Regions from separate parts of the Capsicum annuum genome. Here region 1 is linked to region 2. Evidence: chromatin contacts called from public Hi-C data. All regions are on one chromosome and are shown on one strand. The core of a region is the stretch at or near the end of the contact, and the rest is flanking DNA. Distances in the headings are between cores, read along the strand shown.

Region 1 (4,513 bases), core at 452-2,951, 36 kb after region 2:
TTTATACTTTGAACTAACTAGCAACTTTGTCTTTCCAAAATGGTAGCTACCTTGACGTATATGGTAAGATGCATCCAATTGACAGTCAAGGATCTAGGGGACGTACCTGAATGAAATCAACATTGGGTAGAGTGTGAACAAAGTCTTCAATGGTTTTCGTGGTTATGGGAGCTGCACCGCATGAAACCTGTTTCAAGCTCTTCAGTTTGCTCGAAGCACCATCCTTTGCTTTTCTAGTCAATGCTATTAGCAAAGGCGGGACTGCGGGGAAATGAGTAACGCCATATGTTTCAATAGCTTTCACCATCTCATTAGCATCAAATTTTCTCATAACAACGATAGTAGTTCCCAACGACAACAACCCCATCGCAAACAGAGAAAGCCCATACACATGAAACATTGGCGCAATCGCCAAATACACATTCTCAGTACTCAAATATTCATACTGAGAAGATTCAAACCTCACAAAAAGTTCCACCATTGCTATCAAATTCCCATGAGTCAAAACAACGCCTTTACTCGCACCCGTAGTACCAGAGGAGTACAGAATTACTGCTGTATCTTGCTGACTTATTCTAGGCCTCAAATCCCAATTGGGATGACATGTAACCAGCTCATAAAAAACAGAACTTTCACCACCATTTGAACCAGAAACCAAAATTTCAGGGACCCCTATAACAGGAACATCTAAAGTACACAACTTATCAACTTTATCACTACAAGTAAATACTAAACTCACACCACAATCAAGAACTTGCTTCTTTATCTCTAACAAACTACTTAAAGGATTCATAGTAGTTACAACAGCACCAATGATCAAAGCACCTAACAAAACAACAGGAAAATAAATGGAATTTGGAAGGAGAATCAAAACAACATCACCTTTTACAACACCCCTTTTGTGTAAACCACTAGCCATAGACTTAACCATAGGATAAAGCTCTTCATAAGAAACTGAAATACCAGATATGGAGTCCACAAGTGCACAAACCCCACCATGTTTATGAGAAAAAATGAAGGAAACAACATCAAGAAAAGGGTCTTCTGGCAATTTTACAGAAGGGTGTTTGCTGGTATATACACCTGTTTCAGCACAGTACCAATGGATTTTAGAAGGGTTTCTCTCAACTTCACCATTACCACCTTTTTTTTCACCTTCAGTGGAATTGGAGTTAAAATGGGGTTTCAAGAAAGTTGTCATTTTGATAACAAGAAAAAGGGGTTAATAAGTCTTAGTACACAAAATCAAGAAAACCCCATATTGCATTTATATAGAACCAAAAAAGCTATTGTTAAATTTGTTAGCTTATTAGGTAGTAATAATAGCAAAAAAACTGCTAAGAATGTTTGCAATTTGATGATTGAATTAGGAAATTTAATAACAGAAATTGATTAGTCACCATTATGGAATAACTTGGGAAGAGTAGGATTCAACTGTTTTTTGTTGATTATGATTTTCTTGGTGTTTTGTTGTAAGCTACCCAAATAGTTGCTTCAAATTACATTAGTATGGAAGCCACAAGCCTTGCTTTATAAGTTGTAAACCAACATTTGGAATGAGAAAAATGAGTCAAAGGACCAAATCTCCACTAAAGAAAAGAAAAGGGGACAAGTCGCTCCAACAAATTTATTAAAAAAAAAAGATACGTCTGTTTTAACAAATGGAATAGTTATTGGACAACTATATCAATTATCACAACTTTGTACAGTTATTAAATAACTTTGATAGTTGTTAAATAACTTTGTAAAGTTGTCAAAAAATTACGAAAGTTATTCTACAATTGCAATAAGTTATTCGGACGAAAAAACTTTAAAAAAAAATTATCTCTCCCACCTAATTTAAAAAACTTAAAGACTCCTACTTAATTGGATAATTTCTTTGTCCATTTTGAATGGTATGTTGCCTTTATTTTTAAATAAGTGATGTTTTTAACTTGATCGCATCTCTTTGAAAAATATATAAAAAAAAAAGTAGAAAGTGTTTTTAACACACCTTAGGTGCATATTTACTTGTTTTTTTTTATAATCTTGGTGTTCGAAATAGCTTGCATACCTCAATTAATTTTATTGGATACCTTATCATTTTTCACCAACAATAGATATTAGATAATTCTGTCCACCTAGTATTTGTCTCTGTTGATCTTTAATTATCCATATGACTTAAGAAAATCAATATCCAACAATACTTGTTGAATTTAAAAAATTAACGGGTAATTTATCCATGGAAAAAAGCATGTTTACCCCCCTAAACTTATCACGAAAGTTTACTTTAACCATTAAACTTAACCTGTAATTATTTACCCCCTAAACAACTTTTATATAATTTTTTTTACCATCCTCAAAAAATTATACCACTCTCACTATGGAGAATGCATCACACTCGCATATATATATATAGAGAGAGAGAGAGAGAAAGAGAGAGAGAGAGAGAGGAGCGAATGGCAAGGAGAAACAGGCAGGTTTCCGTCAACATGTCTACTTCTCCTACCTGCTTCATAAGTTACTTCCTCCATAATTTTATTATGCCATTTCTAATAGATTATTATAAGATATTTATGTATTAAAAATTAATAAAAATTAACAATATTTAATAAAAAAAATAAAATAGATATTTATGACTTGTTTGCTTCAACTGTTTCACCGATAATTTGACTGTATCACCTATAGTTAAGTATTATGAGTCATCTAAATATTAAAAATTAATTATAAAGTCATCTAAATATTAAAAAATTAATAATATTTAATGTTAAATTTACTTGACGTTTTATATGAGATCCATTTAATTTTTTTTCGCATGTATTTTTGTATAGTAATTTTGTTGTACCACTTATAATAAGACATGTCTGTTTCGTTGTTTCAATTATGATTTTACTATGTCACTCCTAATTAATTATTGTGACCATTTAAACATTGTATCAATTAATAATATTTGATAGAAAAGGTAAAATAAATTTAAAATGATAAGTTAATCAAAAAAATTTCACAAGTATTTTTTATAGTAATTTTTCTATATCACTTCTAATTAGTTGTTGTGGGTCATTAAGACATGTCTACTTCGATGCTTCGATGTAACTTTAGTATATCGCCCATAATTAATTATTATGTTCATATAAGCTTTATGACACTTAAATTGAAATAGAAGAAAAAATATTATACATCACAATAATTTAAAACATAAATTATTTAAAAAATGTAATTGACTATCAATGCCACAAAAGTTTGAACAACGAGATCGATATATATTATTTGAAAATTATATAAAAAGTATTATAAATTACAATAATTAATAATTTAAAATATCTATAAAAAAATTTATTATATATTTTTAAAAAATATTATAAATCATAATAATTAAAATAATTTTTTTAAAATATTTGTTGGGCCCGTGTCATGCACCACACACACACACAACGTTGCTGAGTCCTCCCATCCCAATGCCCCCCCTCCCCCCCTCCACACTACAAAACCCCAGTCGGCATTCCCCCGAAGTCTCTAATCCCTCCCTTCCCCGCACCCCTCTCCCCTCTCCCCGCTACCCCAAACTTCTTTATCTTCTTCTTTCTTCTATACTCTGTTTTTTTTTTCTCTATTTTAAATTAATAATTAATATTTGTTATCATTATTTTTTTGGTTCTTGAATTTTTCTTAAGTTAAATTTTCATTAAAAAAATCATATAAAAAGTACTTTTGGTTTAGAAGTAATTACATGGCTAATTAATAAGCTTTATTTTTTTTTGTTTCGATTTTGATGTGCGAAAATTAAATTAATTTGTTGATTCTTGATTTTCATTGAAAAGTTTATTTGTTGTAAAATAGAGGAAGAAAAAGATATGGGGATGGTGGGGTATGAGGAAGAAGAAGATCGGAGGAGGGGGTGGGGGAGAGGGGGTGAGGAAGAAGAGGAAAAAAATAATGGCTGAAAATTATAAAGTGGGCCCCACTTTTTTTAATACTTTTTTAAAAATTTAAACGTGTTTTAATTTATTTATTTGTCACGTCTGCTGTTAAAGGAGCAAAACAATACATTTTAAAGTTTAGAAAAGAGGTAAACAATTACAGGTTAAATTTAATGGCTAAAGTAAATTTTCGTCACAAGTTTAAGCGGTAAACATGCCTTTTTCCTTTATCCATTTACACCTATTTTACTTTTGATATTAAATATTATTTACTATTCAATGCATTTTTTAAAATAATATATTTATTATATTAAAAGAGTTATATAGTAAATTACCTTTATTATTTATTATTTTTTTATTTGTTTATCAAGTTAATAGTGAATAAATATTATTGAACGGAAGGAGTAACTTACTTTTACTCTCTTTATTTCTAAACGAGTGATGTTTTTAGCTTGGGCATACCCCTTAAGATACTCTTCAGAAAATAAAAGTTTTTAATTAACTTATTCTTAATAAATATCTTTAAAAAATAATAATATTTTTTAATAGTAATTTTTTTGGTTATGTAAAAAGAAACTATTTAAAGATCAATAAAATTGGAAAAACCTTCTAGATTA
Region 2 (4,431 bases), core at 386-2,885:
TGTGAATATTTATTATCAAATACTCTTCATTTTTCAACGCTTAGATGACTTATAATTAATATGGATAATATAGTAAAAATATTTTTTTATTTATTATTTCTTAAAAAAATATAATAAGTCAAAATAAATAAGTAAAGATGGATACAGAAAGTACTTCACATTGTATGTTACTTAAATTAAATTCCACATCAATTAGTATATAGATTGTAGTATCATTATAAAATATGAAGAAAGTTCATCACCTAATTTACTTTTTAAAGTTTAACAAATTATATTTTAAAAAATATATGTGGACATTGTGAAAAGCTTATATCTAAAATTACTTGAGAATAGTGTTAGGGGCCGTTTGGTTTGTGAGACTAGAGTCAATAATCCCGAGATAAAATAATAATCCCGGGATAAAAATGTAACTCACTCGTTTGGTTGTAAATATTTGGGATAACTTATCCCGGGACTAATTATAAGTTGTCCACCCAAATAGTGGGATAGCAATCCCGAAATTATTTTTCTTTGGTATAAAATTATACAAGAACAAAAATATACCCTCTTGGGATTGTTATGTATAATTAAATTATATATAATTAAATATAATTAACGTAATTTAACATAATATATTATAATTAAATATATTAACACAATATATATACAATTAAACATAATTACCGTCTATATATTCATAATATTATACGTTTGATTGTAATATATATATATATATATATATATATATATATATATATTCATAAATAATAAATTATGTTTAATTAACGTATAATATTTCATTAATTATGAATATAATATATTACGTAATATATAATTACGTAATATATAACGTATAATATTATGAATATATATACATTAATTTTGTTTAATTATATATATATTATGTTAATATATTTAATTATAATATATTATGTTAAATTATATATAATTTAATTATATATAACATAATATATAACGTAAGATATTCTCACACACACATAAATTATGTTTAATTAACGTATACTATATTCATAAATAAATAAATTTTGAACAGTTTACCGTTCAAAATGGTTGTAAAATATATAAATTATGTTTATTTATATATTTTAATTTCTCTAAAAAAATAATAAAAAATTTTAAGAATGAATATATATAAGTTAAATAAGATGGAGGGTATTTTGGTAATCAATCAATTTATTCCTAAAATTATACCATGCATATTACTTTAAATACAACAAACCAAACACTCAATAAAAAATAATCTCAGCATAACTAATCCCAGTATAACTTATCTCATCACAACTTATCCCAACATAACTAATCCCGGTATAACTTGTTTTCAAACCAACGACCCCTTAATGTAATGATGTCTCTTTTATTTTTATTATCCTACTCTATTAATTATTATATACAGCACCCGAATGTGGGGTAAAAATTTATTTTACTTTCTTGTGAACATTTTTATTTGAATAAATTAAAATTAAAATTTCACCAAACAAAAAGGGAATAGAAATGAATAGTATTTTCACCGTACAGACACTCTACTTAAATATAGATCAATCATTTATTTAGCACTGACATAACATTTGTGGAGAACTGTGATGGACATCGTGGGTCCACTATAAACTCTACAACTTAGGATACAATTGACATATGTTGAAAGAAGCTTGATTTTATTGTCATTAGAAGTTTATGGACAAATTTTAAAGCTTATAGCATAAGCTAATAATGTAGACTTTTTTTGAAATGACGAAGAAAGTTCATCACCTAATTTAATTTTTAAAGTTTAACAAATTATAGTTAGAAAATGTATGTGGACATTGTGAAAAACTTAAATCTAAAATTACTTGCGAATAGTGCTGATGTAATGATGTCTCTTTTATTTTTATTATCCTACTCTATTAATTAATGATGTCTCTTTTATTTTTATTATCCTACTCTATTAATTATTTGATACAGCACCCGAATGTAAGGGAAAAATTAATTTTACTTTCTTGTGAACATTTTTATTTGAATAAAATAAAATTAAAATTTCACCAAACAAAAAGGAATAGAAATGAATAGTATTTTCACCGTACAAACACTCTACTTAAATATAGATCAATCATTTATTTAGCACTGACACTGTTGTGGAGAATTGTGATGGATACTGTGGGTCCACTAAGATATCTACAACTTAGGATACAATTGACATAGATTGAAAGAAGCTTGGTTTTATTGCCATTAGAAGTTTATGGACAAATTTTAAAGCTTATAGCATAAGCTAAATAATGTCGACTTTTTTTGAAATGACGAAACTACCCTTGATCGTCCTCCGTACTCACTCTTCTATACACTCTTCTATACAGTACTAGATGGCCCGTGCCCGTCCACATGCCCAAATTATTTGTTCTATTTGCAAACATCAGATGTGTCTGGAAAAAAATCAAGATTCAACACCATGGAAGCATGTCATAAAGAAAACTCAAACTGAAAATTTGAAAGTAGATCAACATTTCCAACAATTTAAAGTAACAGCCAGTTGCTTTTAATATTTGCATAACAACTACCATAGAACTGAATTCCAAGCAAAATAAAAGACCAATAGATTTGAATAAGAACTGCTAACCAGCAAAAATATTAATAGTTGTTCAACACCTCAACGGAACCTCCAACACCAGAAATCATCAAGTCGGTCACTGTAGTAACTACACCATTCTTGACATATGATATGAAAGGATTAGATAGTTCAAGAAGAAAAATGTGACTTCAAGAGAAGTGTGGCAACTCAGCGTGTCCGACCATCAATACTATTGTTTGTTATTGTTCATCTCTCACTCTCTGCTGGCTCTGTCTCACTCCTTGGTAGATGCATCTTCTTCCTGCTCTTTCCTTTTATTAATTGCTATTAGTTGTTGTTTCTTCTCTGGTTTCATTTTGCTTTTATGTTATTTTCCTTTGATGTTTAAAAAAAGTCGAAATGAAATGAAACATTAATTCTTGCATATATTGAATACCAATGATCGTAAAGGTAATATATGCGAGAAAGAGAAGAGGAAAACTCACCAAAACAGCAATCAGTAACAGTTAACATAAGCTTCAAAGTAAATCCAATTTGAATGGAACTTACTAATTGTATGAACATCCAAAGAAAAATGAACATAAACTGAACATGATGATAGTAAATCAAAGCAGTGGGAAAAATGATTCATTCTTACCTTGATTATGGATCTAGATTTGCCTTTTGACGTACTGTACCTAGTGATTGTTGTAAGGAGAGTAAAAGGGGGAGGTGGTTTAACTCCTCTATGGGTATATAAAAAAAAAAAAGATTGGCACGTACTAATGGATAGTACACGTGTTTTAACGGTTGAAAGTAGCAGTAGAAGCATCACTTAAAAATGAAAATTTCAAGAATGTCCCTAGACGACGAAAGTCTCACTTATTATATAGTAATCAAAATAGCTGCTGGAGTAGGAAGAGAATATGATGGCATGCTTGTATTTGTTTTTTTTGAAATTGAAACTGAAGCAGGCTTGTATGTGTCGATTCTTAATATTTCCATTTGTTAAAAGCTACGGAAGCCTCCTTCAATCGAAGAGCAAGTTGAGAAAGGAATGCCTAAGAATCCGACAAGAAACAATCGAAAACAAGAAAAGTTAACAAATACCCAAAAGAAATAGAAGAACAACACAAAATCAAAAAAATGTGGTTACCAGTAAAGGCAACCACCAATCCATCATCATCATTGAGTCTTACTTTCTTTCATTTAGTTAGGCGTGGTAATGGATCTCGCTCGAAAGAGACTCTTCCCCTACTCAATTGGAATGACTCTTACACAGGGTCCAATAACTCAAGATGCTGCTGCCAGTGCTTATCAGATCATAAGTTATTTATTGCTTAACGAAAAAATGGATAAGAGAACGAATGTTAAAAGCACGCGTAAACGCACTAATGCTAAGGACTGGTGCGCATAGCTCTTTCTGTCAGCTCCCAAATTAGCAAAGCACCAACACTCTTTGAAGTTTGCTCATTTAACAAACATTTTCATCCGGACAACTCAACACCAAAATTTCTCATCAAAAAACTGCAATGATTCGAACTGAATACATGGCTCAGTTTCCCCAAAACATTCACATGAAAGTTGGAACTAATAGTTTGTACTTCCAAATACCACAAGATCATCACGCAAAAGAATGTTGAAGAAGAAAGAAAGAAAAAAGGAACTTACCATTATTTGCTGAAGAAGAGGAAGTTCAGAAGGAAAGGAATTTAATATAGAGGATGCTTGTCAGTAACACCCAACACCCAACTGAATTTCTCATAGATCTGACAGCACATCTAGCTTTGTTAGGTTTAGAGAAGCAAATCCATTTATTTGACAACAGTATCTCAGCGCAACTATGTCTAGTCAACCACAACAACGCGGACGTCCAGTAGTTGTGCCAAACTCCTGCCCAACAAAACGAAGGA

The links. A called contact is a pair of places that touch in the nucleus more often than the background predicts.
Region 1: a contact with region 2 is called in a Hi-C map of bud, with 3 times the contacts expected there. The contact joins the promoter of LOC107869755 here to the enhancer-like site in region 2. A contact is called at or near these places in 3 of 5 Hi-C or Micro-C datasets (bud, leaf and placenta).

The regions. Positions count from the first base shown.
Region 1 is chr1:21,598,620-21,603,132 of UCD10Xv1.1, forward strand. LOC107869755 (4-coumarate--CoA ligase-like 6) reads right to left here and starts at 1,702. Exons shown (of 6, transcript XM_016716205.2): 1 at 107-1,702. The coding sequence starts at 1,201.
Region 2 is chr1:21,562,441-21,566,871 of UCD10Xv1.1, forward strand. It overlaps LOC107868648. Among protein-coding and RNA genes, the nearest start is that of LOC107853408, 7.3 kb to the left of the region's middle. Within about 2 kb of position 1,636, at least 4 of the 5 cell types and tissues checked have an H3K27ac peak or open chromatin away from gene starts, as enhancers often do. A contact at or near this core is called in bud and leaf, where this site is marked.